Regions from separate parts of the Mus musculus genome. Here region 2 is linked to region 1. A link is a contact called in public promoter capture Hi-C data. All regions are on one chromosome and are shown on one strand. The core of a region is the stretch at or near the end of the contact, and the rest is flanking DNA. Distances in the headings are between cores, read along the strand shown. Region 1 holds the start of Clec4d (C-type lectin domain family 4, member d). Region 2 has its middle 31 kb from the start of Vmn2r27.

What was found. Promoter capture Hi-C pulls out the DNA fragments that hold promoters and counts their contacts.
Region 2: a promoter capture Hi-C map of the HPC-7 cell line shows a contact between it and region 1, with 85 times the contacts expected there. The contact joins the enhancer-like site here to the promoter of Clec4d in region 1. A contact is called at or near these places in 20 of 39 promoter capture datasets (the 3T3-L1 cell line, 3T3-L1-derived adipocytes, the C10 cell line and 13 more), 2 of 15 datasets of contacts at CTCF or cohesin (large pre-B cells and stem cell-derived epiblast-like cells), 15 of 484 Hi-C or Micro-C datasets (the Ba/F3 cell line, the G1E-ER4 cell line, the HPC-7 cell line and 10 more), 5 of 115 datasets of contacts at active chromatin or transcription factors (DN3 thymocytes, the HPC-7 cell line, acute myeloid leukemia and 2 more) and 3 of 9 other capture datasets (adipose tissue, liver and macrophages).

The regions. Positions count from the first base shown.
Region 1 is chr6:123,258,661-123,263,534 of GRCm38.p6, reverse strand. Clec4d (C-type lectin domain family 4, member d) reads right to left here and starts at 1,428. Exons shown (of 6, transcript NM_010819.4): 1 at 1,173-1,428. The coding sequence starts at 1,200.
Region 2 is chr6:124,259,872-124,264,706 of GRCm38.p6, reverse strand. No RefSeq gene overlaps it. Among named protein-coding and RNA genes, the nearest start is that of Vmn2r27, 31 kb to the right of the region's middle. Within about 2 kb of position 1,821, at least 6 of the 459 cell types and tissues checked have an H3K27ac peak or open chromatin away from gene starts, as enhancers often do. A contact at or near this core is called in the HPC-7 cell line and bone marrow-derived macrophages, where this site is marked.

The DNA.
Region 1 (4,874 bases), core at 179-2,678:
GTAAGCATAATTTAACATTTTCCAATGTATTTATTACTATAACATCTTTTATTTATTACTTGGTAATTTCAAACATCTAGGCACTGTATCTTGATCATTACCATCCTCAAGCTCCACCCCCATCTCACCCTCCCCCTCCCATCCCCAGGAATCCCCTACATGTTCCCACTTCCCTTTTCACGTTCTCTCCTTTGCTGCCTTGTCTCTGTAATCCACTCAGTCCACTAAGTGCTGTCTACTGGAATGTTGACTGATCTTGTTAGTTTAATCTTATGCCAAGTCTTGTGCAGGTGACAATAGCTACTAGGAGTTCATGGCTGCAATGGCCATGTCTTATCCAAAAGATGTATCAATAGCTTGCTTATAAGTAATATAATATAATTACTATAATAAAGCATTATTTCACAGTCTCACAGTGCAGATCCAGTAGCATCCTTTAAATCAATCGGGAAACCAGGGAGAGTCTCTGGCATACTATGAGCCTACATCTATATGTTCTATGTACTATTTTTCTCTCTTCTTGTCAAAGGAATCTTCCAAAGTATTTAATTCTCCTTTTCATTTTATCTCATTTCTTTTTAAAATATACTTTATCTCCCCTCTTGCTTCTATCTGATTTTAGGATCTCCTTTCCTTGGTCTTAGCATCTGTTACACAGCTTACCAGGAATCAGCCATGTCCTTTGTCTCCATCAAGGCCATCCTCATTGTGTTCTAATACCCCTCTTCTTAAATCTTTACACTGCCATCAATTCACATTTTAAAATTATAGTCATGAGTACTTAATCTAGTTAAATGTGAAAAGGGCTGAGCATGATCACATATCAACTAAAGACTCAGCCCTCAAAAGTTGGAAGAAAGGAGGTCAAGTCTGAGGCAATCCCAGGCTACACAGAAAATTCAAGACCAGCCTGTGCTACGTAACAAAACTTTATCTTGAAGAAGGAAGAGTTAAGAGAAAGAGGGGCGAAAGACAAGGAGGAAGAGGAGGACCATGGGAAGAAAGGAAGGGGAGAAGAGAAAGAAAGTAGGAGGGGGAAGTGGATGGGTGGATAAATGATTGATAGATAGGTAGATAAATAGATAGATAGATAGATAGATAGATAGATAGATAGATAGATAGACAGACAGACAGACAGATAGACAGATAGACAGATAAAGAGAGAGACTCACATTTCATTTGGGATTCTTCCAGCCACATTATGTGTGTCAAGAGATTCCAGTCTGCTTTTTACTTCTTGCCCAGAGTGTATATTTCCATCACAAGTATCTCTTCAGAAACATTTAAGATTGGACATCAATACATCTGTCTTATTCTGGTAAGATCAGTAAGTGTTCAGTACAAGAGAGCCAAGTGAAAAAGAATAAATCTTAAAAACAGAGTTTCCTCTAATGTACTAGAACACAGGGAGCAAAGAGGAAAAGGAAATTGAGAAAGCAACCCCAAAGCCAGTAAAAACTTCCAGAAGTGTGTCATGTAAGATTTCTCAATGTGTTTTTGCTACTCATATGTCATGTTTTCAAAGGTAGTTTGAGGTAAAATGAGGCTTAGAAAGTTCTCTAGCTCAATGAAATATGTCCAAAATAACAATGAACAAAGCTTTTAACATAGATTTTGTGCACATGGTGCATGTAAAGACATGAAATCCTTTGCTTTAGAACAGAGGAAGAAGTTGGTGAAGCCACTGATTAGATTTCAACATTTTCTCAGGTAAGTGAAAGTAGGCTTGTTACGGCAAAGGAAGAAAAGGTTGTATGATAGACACTATTGTGATCTCTGGTTCCACCTACAGGATTATTAAAGAATGGACATTTGTGTTCCTCCAAACTTTATTCGTTGAAGCCATAAACACTTCTGTTGGTGTTTAAAGGTGGAACCCAGGGAGGTCACTAGAGTTAGCTAAGTTCGTAAGTGGGGAGTCCTTATGATAAAACTACCATGCTTAGAACTCTGTCTCCTCTCACCCTCGTCTCATCTCTCTCCTCTTTCTTCTCTCTTCTCTCCTCTCTCCTCTCCCCTCTCCCTAGTCCCTTCTCTCCTCTACCCTCTCCTTACTCCTTCTCCTTTCCCCAACCCCTTCTAGAATACTGGGACACAGCAAGAGAGCAGCCTTCTCCAAGCTTAGAGAAGGGATCCCACCACAAAGAGACCTTGCACATATAGCCCCCATATATTCATGAGAATAAATATATACCATGCATCTATAGCACTGTTGTTGTGTCTGAACTCAATTATCATAAATACCCAGCAGCTTAGAAATGTTTCTTAAAGTCTATTGTACAGCATATAACACCTTTCCTGATTTTTTTTTTCCTTAGCGTCATAGGAGGCTTGGAGAAAGTAAGATCTGAGTTCTTATTGTGTATTATTCTTGTGTCAAAATTAGCAAAGTGATGGGCCTGTTGGCTAAATTCCATAATTTTCCTAGATAACAGACAGCAAGTTTATCAAGGGGGAAGCAGCAACAAAATCAGAAACAAAACTGAAAATCAGATTCTAAGCTAAGAAATCTTTACAAATGGTAAAAGGCAAAATGGACATCTTGATAGGTCTCCAAAAACAAATTTAACTTCAGTTAACAAAAATAATTTATTTCATTATGACAATGAAATATTTGATTATTATTTGAATGTATAAGGCTCACTATGGATTCACAATTATTCAGAGAATAAATAATTCATATGTCATAAAACATAAATAAATGTTATAGATGTCATCCGTTTTCAATGGATCTCATTCATCAAATAATTATGATTATGCACATTAAAATATGTATTATTTTCTTAAATGAAGACTACATACATATTTCCAGTATAGCTATATAGTGTTTTGTTTTTGTAAAATTAAATAACAGATACAAGAAATTATAAGGCAAGCGATTGTGGGCAGATGAGTCCATTCTGTACTCAGAACAGAAAAGGCCAACATGTGTAAGCCATTACACCTAATAACAGGAAGAGGAAAAAGCCAGGCACCCACACATAGTGAAGGTTCATAATGTACAACAAAAGGGAGTCAAATACATTCATCAGAAGAGTTAACAATGCAGGCTTTCCTCCAGAAGATAAATCCCCAATGTGGCCCTCTGGGTTGTGGCCTTGTGGTTTGGGAAATTGGCAATCAGTGACGCACATAACACGAGCCGGTCATGCATAAGCACATCATTGTGGAAGAGACAAAAACTGCTAAGTCATCTAAGAAATATTTGATTGTATCATCACTACATTATTTGGTAAGCTATTGAGTAAATAGTGGTCCCAGGCTCCAGGTAAGATAGGTTTCTAGAGAGAGCTGGGAAAGGATACAGAGGGTGCTAGAGGTGGGGCAGGTATAGCTGCTGACAGATTGGCACAGGTCTGCCTAGGTGAGAAGAACATATTCAAGCAAGCTCTTATTGTGGGTTTCATGGAGAGGAGCATGATGGCAGTGGGAAGGTGGTGGTTTGTGTGTTAAACACTGTGGTGTAGAAGTTTCTCAACCATTTGCAGGCATAGCAAGCAAGCCAGTATGAGATATGCTGGTTGCTTCTCTGTCAAGTAAATAGAAGAAGTAAGTACATATGTTTGAAGTTAATTCAAAATTGTTTCACTCATGAGTTAAAATTGATCATGTGATGCTGGTACTTTATAACACGTTTATATGTAGTGTCTACTTGTGTAATTATTGAAGTTGTGTCAGCTGTTTATGTTAGTGTTTGGGGAACTGCTGTTTCAGTCTGGTTTGATTGTTTGCTTTGGAAGTTTTTTGGTTTTTTTGTTTTTTGTTTTTTTGCGGGTGTTTTTGGGTTTTTGTTTTTTGTTTGTTTGTTTGTTTGTTTGTTTTTGTTTTTTTGACACAGGGTCTCTCTGTGCCAGAGATAAAGCCCAAGCTGGTTTAATTGATAATATGCCTGTCCCTAGATCCTGAGTGACTCTGGGATTATAGGTATGTCCCATCACACTCAGATCTTAAGTATATACAATTTTTAGTAAACTAAAGAGAACACTAGCAATAACTATAAACTACATGCACACAATTTTACAGTTGAAATGTTATGTGGGAAGATTAACCTTTATGAGCGAATGCACATGCACAATTCTCACCTCTTAGGCACCATTCAAGATACCAAGAACAGGCCACCAATTCCAGCTTACCTGGAAATCCAGTGATAAATTTAAAAGGATTTCTCGAAAGGCTGAAAGAGATGGCTCATAAGGATTCAGCTCAGATCCTCAGCACCACACATAAAATGTCACGCAGAGGGCCCCTGAACCTGGAGGAGTGCTGGAAAAGCACAGTGTTGGGGACAGGAGGATTGTGCTAGGACCTGCTGGCCACCAGCATAGCTACAAATGCCAAATTCAGAGCTCAACATTGTCTTAAGAGATATGTTGTCTTAAGAGACCAGAGGAGGGAGCCAGAGAGGAGGACTCTATGCACATAGATAGGCATGTGTATACCATAAACACAATAAATAAGTAAGTGCATTTATTGGCTAATAAAACAACGTTTTAGTGAAATTCAAGTGGAATGGTTTGCAAGAAGTGAGGCACACAGCCTGTTTTAGTGCTCCTTTGAGAACATGCTGTTTTAAATGCACCAAATACGATCCCAAGAATCAGAGACAATATAATTGACCTGCAGCTCTTTCCTTCCAGCAGAATGTCCTCATCTGCGGATTGTCACCTGCCTGTTTCACCTGGCTGTGAGAGAGAAGGCTATTTGACACAAACAAGACAGTGCTAAGAAAGCTACTTTGACTTCCTTCTTGTACTGCTTTTTCAATAGCGGCAATACGGCTGGATACCAGGCCCCTACAGTCAGACCTTCTAGCTTAAATATTACTCCCTACTGCAGCTTTACTTGCTTTTTCTCCAGTGTGTTCTTTTCTTCCC
Region 2 (4,835 bases), core at 572-3,071, 1.0 Mb before region 1:
TTTGAGGGGTTGCCACTAGACACACCAGTCTAGCTGGCCCTCCAGCTTCTGCACACATTTCTCTCCGTCTCCTATCTCACAGTAGGAGTACGACAGTGCAGAAGCAAGCCATCGCACAACGCTTTCTGTGGGTCCCAAGGATTCTGACACAGGCCTTATACTTGCACAGCAAGTGGTTACCCACTGAGCCATCTTCCCTTCCCTCTTCTTCTATTCTAAGGACACTAGTCATGCCAGATGGAGGGTAATGAGAGGTATTAGGGAATTCCTGGGGAATCCAATATAAACACAAGGACTAAAATGAACCCCTTCTCACGTCTTTCTGCTGTCTTCGTTCTGAGACTCTGAAGTTCCATGGAGATCCTCTTCTCTAAGGCATCGTTGCTTAAGGTCAGTGCCACTCACATCTGGTCAATGCCTTGGGAACAGTGCAGTTGCTAATATCCTTGATGTCTGCCCTTGTCTAAAGTGACCGTGGAATGATTAACAGGGAAAGACGGCAGGAAGGCAATCATTCTGGGGTAATTTAAAAATTTTCTCTGTCTTAGGTGCTTTTTCAGTCAGGTCAACTAATGGCAAATAATATGCAATACAGACTCACTGTATCTTTATAAAGTTGTATTCTTTGAGAGGTAAAGTGTTACTAATTTAATCATGCTGTAGATGTTATTATCGTGCAAGGTAGCAGAATTTGAACTCACTAGAACATCTGTATTTTTTTTTCTTACACAAATACATTTGACTTTATTTGGTACTTGCATACAATACTTTCTTTGTCATTTCTAGTAATTTCAGTAAAATGAATCAAAATGTGGGCAGGTAGTTAAAGAAATTATCATCTCGAGATTTTGCTGCTGGTCTGATTACTTGATGTTCAGAGACACTGCTTGAAAGTACCCTTGGGACTGTCCAGCTGAAGGTGGACTCTTAAATTTTAACATGCTGAACATCTGTATTTTTATTGTAAATCATATCAACATGTTTATCCATGTCTGGTACCACCTAAAGGAGGAGCATAAGTAGATGCCCTCCATGCTCATTCAGGGGACCCCTTCCCTGGGCTCAAAGCTGACTCCTCCAAGGACACTGTTATCAGGGTGACAGTCTTACACTGAACAGCTCCTGACCCTCTCAATAGAATTTCCCTCTCCCAGCCTTGTCTACAAAAGTGTCAGGACATATTTTCAGATGTGTGTGGAGTAATGTTATCAAGAACCACTGACTGCAGAATTTACACATTGAACCATGCTGCACAGACATTCTAAAGCCAGAGGAAGCAAACTATAAAAACACCATGAAACCTGGAAGTTGGGATCTAACTTGTATTTTAAGAAGTAGCTTGGGGGTTCTGGGCCACACTTGTAGGAGATGGCACCAGTTATTCCAGTCAGGAGGGCAAATACACCCTGGCCCACCCTTGCAAGCACTGACTGGCCTCTCACAGCCTAAAATACTCAATTCAATTTCAAACACTTCTGATCTGATGTTTAAATTTTATCCTGTCTTCTGTAATAGGAAATATGATATAAAATGCAAAACAAAACCTCTAATTACCTTAGATCCAATAACCTTGGTTCTACCCTAATCTCAATGCTATTTAGACTCTTTTTCATGATAATTTTTTTAATCACTAACAAGCATTGACATAGATAGCATTGCTATGGAGGGGTGGGAAGACTTTTCTTTTTGGATTAAACTGATGTGAAAGATAAACTCTTGTCTTATTTGAGGTCCTGTTTAATGCAGGTTCACTGTACACATGCACAGACCTAGTTTGGGTGTGAGGTAATGACTTGAAGGCAGTGCGCCACCCAGTGGTGGATCTCCATCGTCTCTTTCAGTGGGTTCCCACACAGGAAGTTAACAAAGAACCTTCACGACTGGACTCAAGCTAAGTGCTGCCCTCTCTTTCCCTCTAACAAAAGACCTACCCCAGGCCCAGAATGGAAGAGTCTAGAGGTGGCTTTCCCTGCAGAGAGGGACCCAGATGTTGTTATTGGCAGGAAGAGAAAAGCCGACAAGATTGAATATCTCCTAAGCAACAGATGCCCTGTGAAAGTTGTGTTAAGTGAGTTGTTTTGCTGCATCTGCTGGCACATGGCTCTACCAACCCCATAGCTGACACTTGCCAAAACCAAAATGGCTGATAGAGCAGCTAACCACTTTCTGATCGCTGAATCTGCACACGGTTAAACTGCCTTCTAGATACTCTTCTTCATACCCATCTGTAAGCGCATCCCTCAACCCTCGTCAGAGAAGGTTCCGCTTGCAGTAGATGTCAGTCAATTCAGAGACCCACAACCGGTCAAGGTGAAGTGAACAAGACAGTGTGGACTGTTCAACCACAAATGGGACACCTGTATCACACCTACTGCCCCCCGCCCCCAGCTCAGGAACATCACATCACAGCAGAGGCGGAAGAAAGATTATAAGAGGTAAAAATCACAGAGGACTGCTTCATAGTAGCATTTTCTGGACATGACTGGGCTAGTGCACACATAAACTCACAGTGGTTGTGGCTGCATGCACACCATCCAGTCAGGTGAAATTCCAGCAGGGATGTGGCGGGAACACAGCGTCACAACCCTAGCTCAGATGCTACTGTAGGAGGTTGTTGATGGCTGACAGAAGGGACACTGTTCTTCTCCCTCCTCCCCCTCCTCCCCCTCTTCGTCCTCCTCCTCCCTCTCCTCCTCCTTCTGTTGTTCTTGCCTCTGATAGGCCAGTGAATGACCCTATATTCATACAATACTGACCCATGGTTTTTAAAAGTGAACATGAGATTAGGGCGTGAACAGTAGTGGGTGGGCTTGATCAAACCACCTTTTTTTGTATATAAAATTCTCAAACAATAAAACATTTACCCACCCCACTCCAAAATTTTGATAGCACCTATTTAGAAAAGGAAATGTTGATATTTTTATTTTCAATAGCAAAAAAAAAAAATGTATCTAGAGGAACTGGGAAAATGGACTTATTTGGTATTCTATTTTAAAAGCTCTGTTGATTTTTTAAAATCAGTACTATTGTTGGCTGCTGGTGTTTCTTTTGGCTTTTTGTGGAACTTAGCTGTCCCTGAACTCAGGTCCCTTAATCATTCTGGAAAACACTGGGAGGAACACCACTGTGCCCAGTTGGGATAAAACTGCTCCATTTCCATTTTATTTTATAATTGTTCAACGAATAATTTATCCCCATTTGTGAAGTGCGAAGACCTGACACTGGGTTATTTTGTGACACTGTATTACAGGCAAGAAACGTCAAGTCTGGTGTGAAAACACAGCTACCTGGAAGGGCCCCATTGGGCAAAGGATGGCGGGGGCGGAGGGCTTCCATGTCTTCTGGGCATAACACTTCTAGGAAGGTTCCCGTGTTCAGCCATCTCTAAGTCCTCAGACGATTGGCAGGACGTTGTATGGGGTGTTGTGTGTTCGTTCTTATGCATGGTTGATTACATTACTAACTGCCAGTCTGTCATGGCTTTCTCTCCTATCCTAGAACTTCCCTCATAATCAACTGCGTCTCCCTTTCTGACTTGCTCACTTACCTGCAGGACCTGGTTTGCAGTTTTCTCTGGCTGACACCCAGAAATTTTTGACATAACAAGAATAATGTAATTAATGGAAGCTTGAGTGTATTCGTCAAGTTTAAGGTATCTTTCTAATTCCTCTTCTCCGATTTAATCATTAGGCCAATGAGCTTCTATGCAAGGTTCAGTTAGATACAGCAATTGTGACCATTAGCCACACTGATTTTAATGCTATTTATTTATTTTTGAAACAGAATCTATGTAGTCCAGGCTGGCCTGGAGCTGGCAATGGCCTTCCTCAGTCTCCCTTGCCCCGTATGTGCAATACTCCGGGCGGACTTGATCCTGAGTTTGAAAATAGTATAGAGGATAGAGAGGGAGAAGAAAAGAGAAATACAAGGCCGAAGAGCCTGTCTGGTAGGCATTTGCCCACTAGATGGGGCTGTGCTCCCGCTGATGGAAGGAAGACAGGCCTGTGAGACCCTAAACCAGAAGCAAGCCAGAGACTCTAAAGAGACAACTTGACCCCCTCCCCCTCTCCCCTTTGCCTCCTAGAAGGTGCCTCTGAGTCGGGGCGGGGGGGGGGGCGGGGGGGGGGGACGGACGGACGCAACATTTGGAATGTAAATAAATAAGAGTAAGTTTTAAAAAAATAAAAAATAAAAATAAATGAATGTGGCGGGGGAGTGGGGAGCTGCTTGAACACCCTGGATCCTCAGCTCTGGAGGGCATGGGCCACCCACCACACATGGCTATGTAGGAGAACCAAACGCTCATAGAGCTTTGAATTCCTGTCTGAACTACGGTCTAACTGAGGGCTTTGTACATGGGAGGCATGCACACTACTATGGAGCTATCTTCAACCAATCCTTATCACTTCCTAATTGTAGGTCCTGGCTATTTCATTTCATCCCTCAAGTTCTCAGAACATACCATCTCTGTGAGATGGTTCATTAGTTATAAGGATTTTTATGTAAATGGCAGATATTAATGCTAAATAGTATGTAAGTAGTATATATAAGTATATCTATATAAGTATATAGATATATAAGTATATAGTATGTATAAATATAAGTATATAGGTATATATAAGTATATAGTATATATAAATATAGGTATATATAAGTATATAGTATATATAAATATGTAGTATATAAATAGTTAAAATTTTAAATTAATTTATTTATTCACTTTACATCCCAGTATCAGCCCTTCCTCTCCTCCCAGTTCCACATGTAAGTCCTTTCCCCATTCCACCTTTCCCAGAAGGGAAAGAAACCCTCTGGGTGTCAGTCTCCCAACCCCC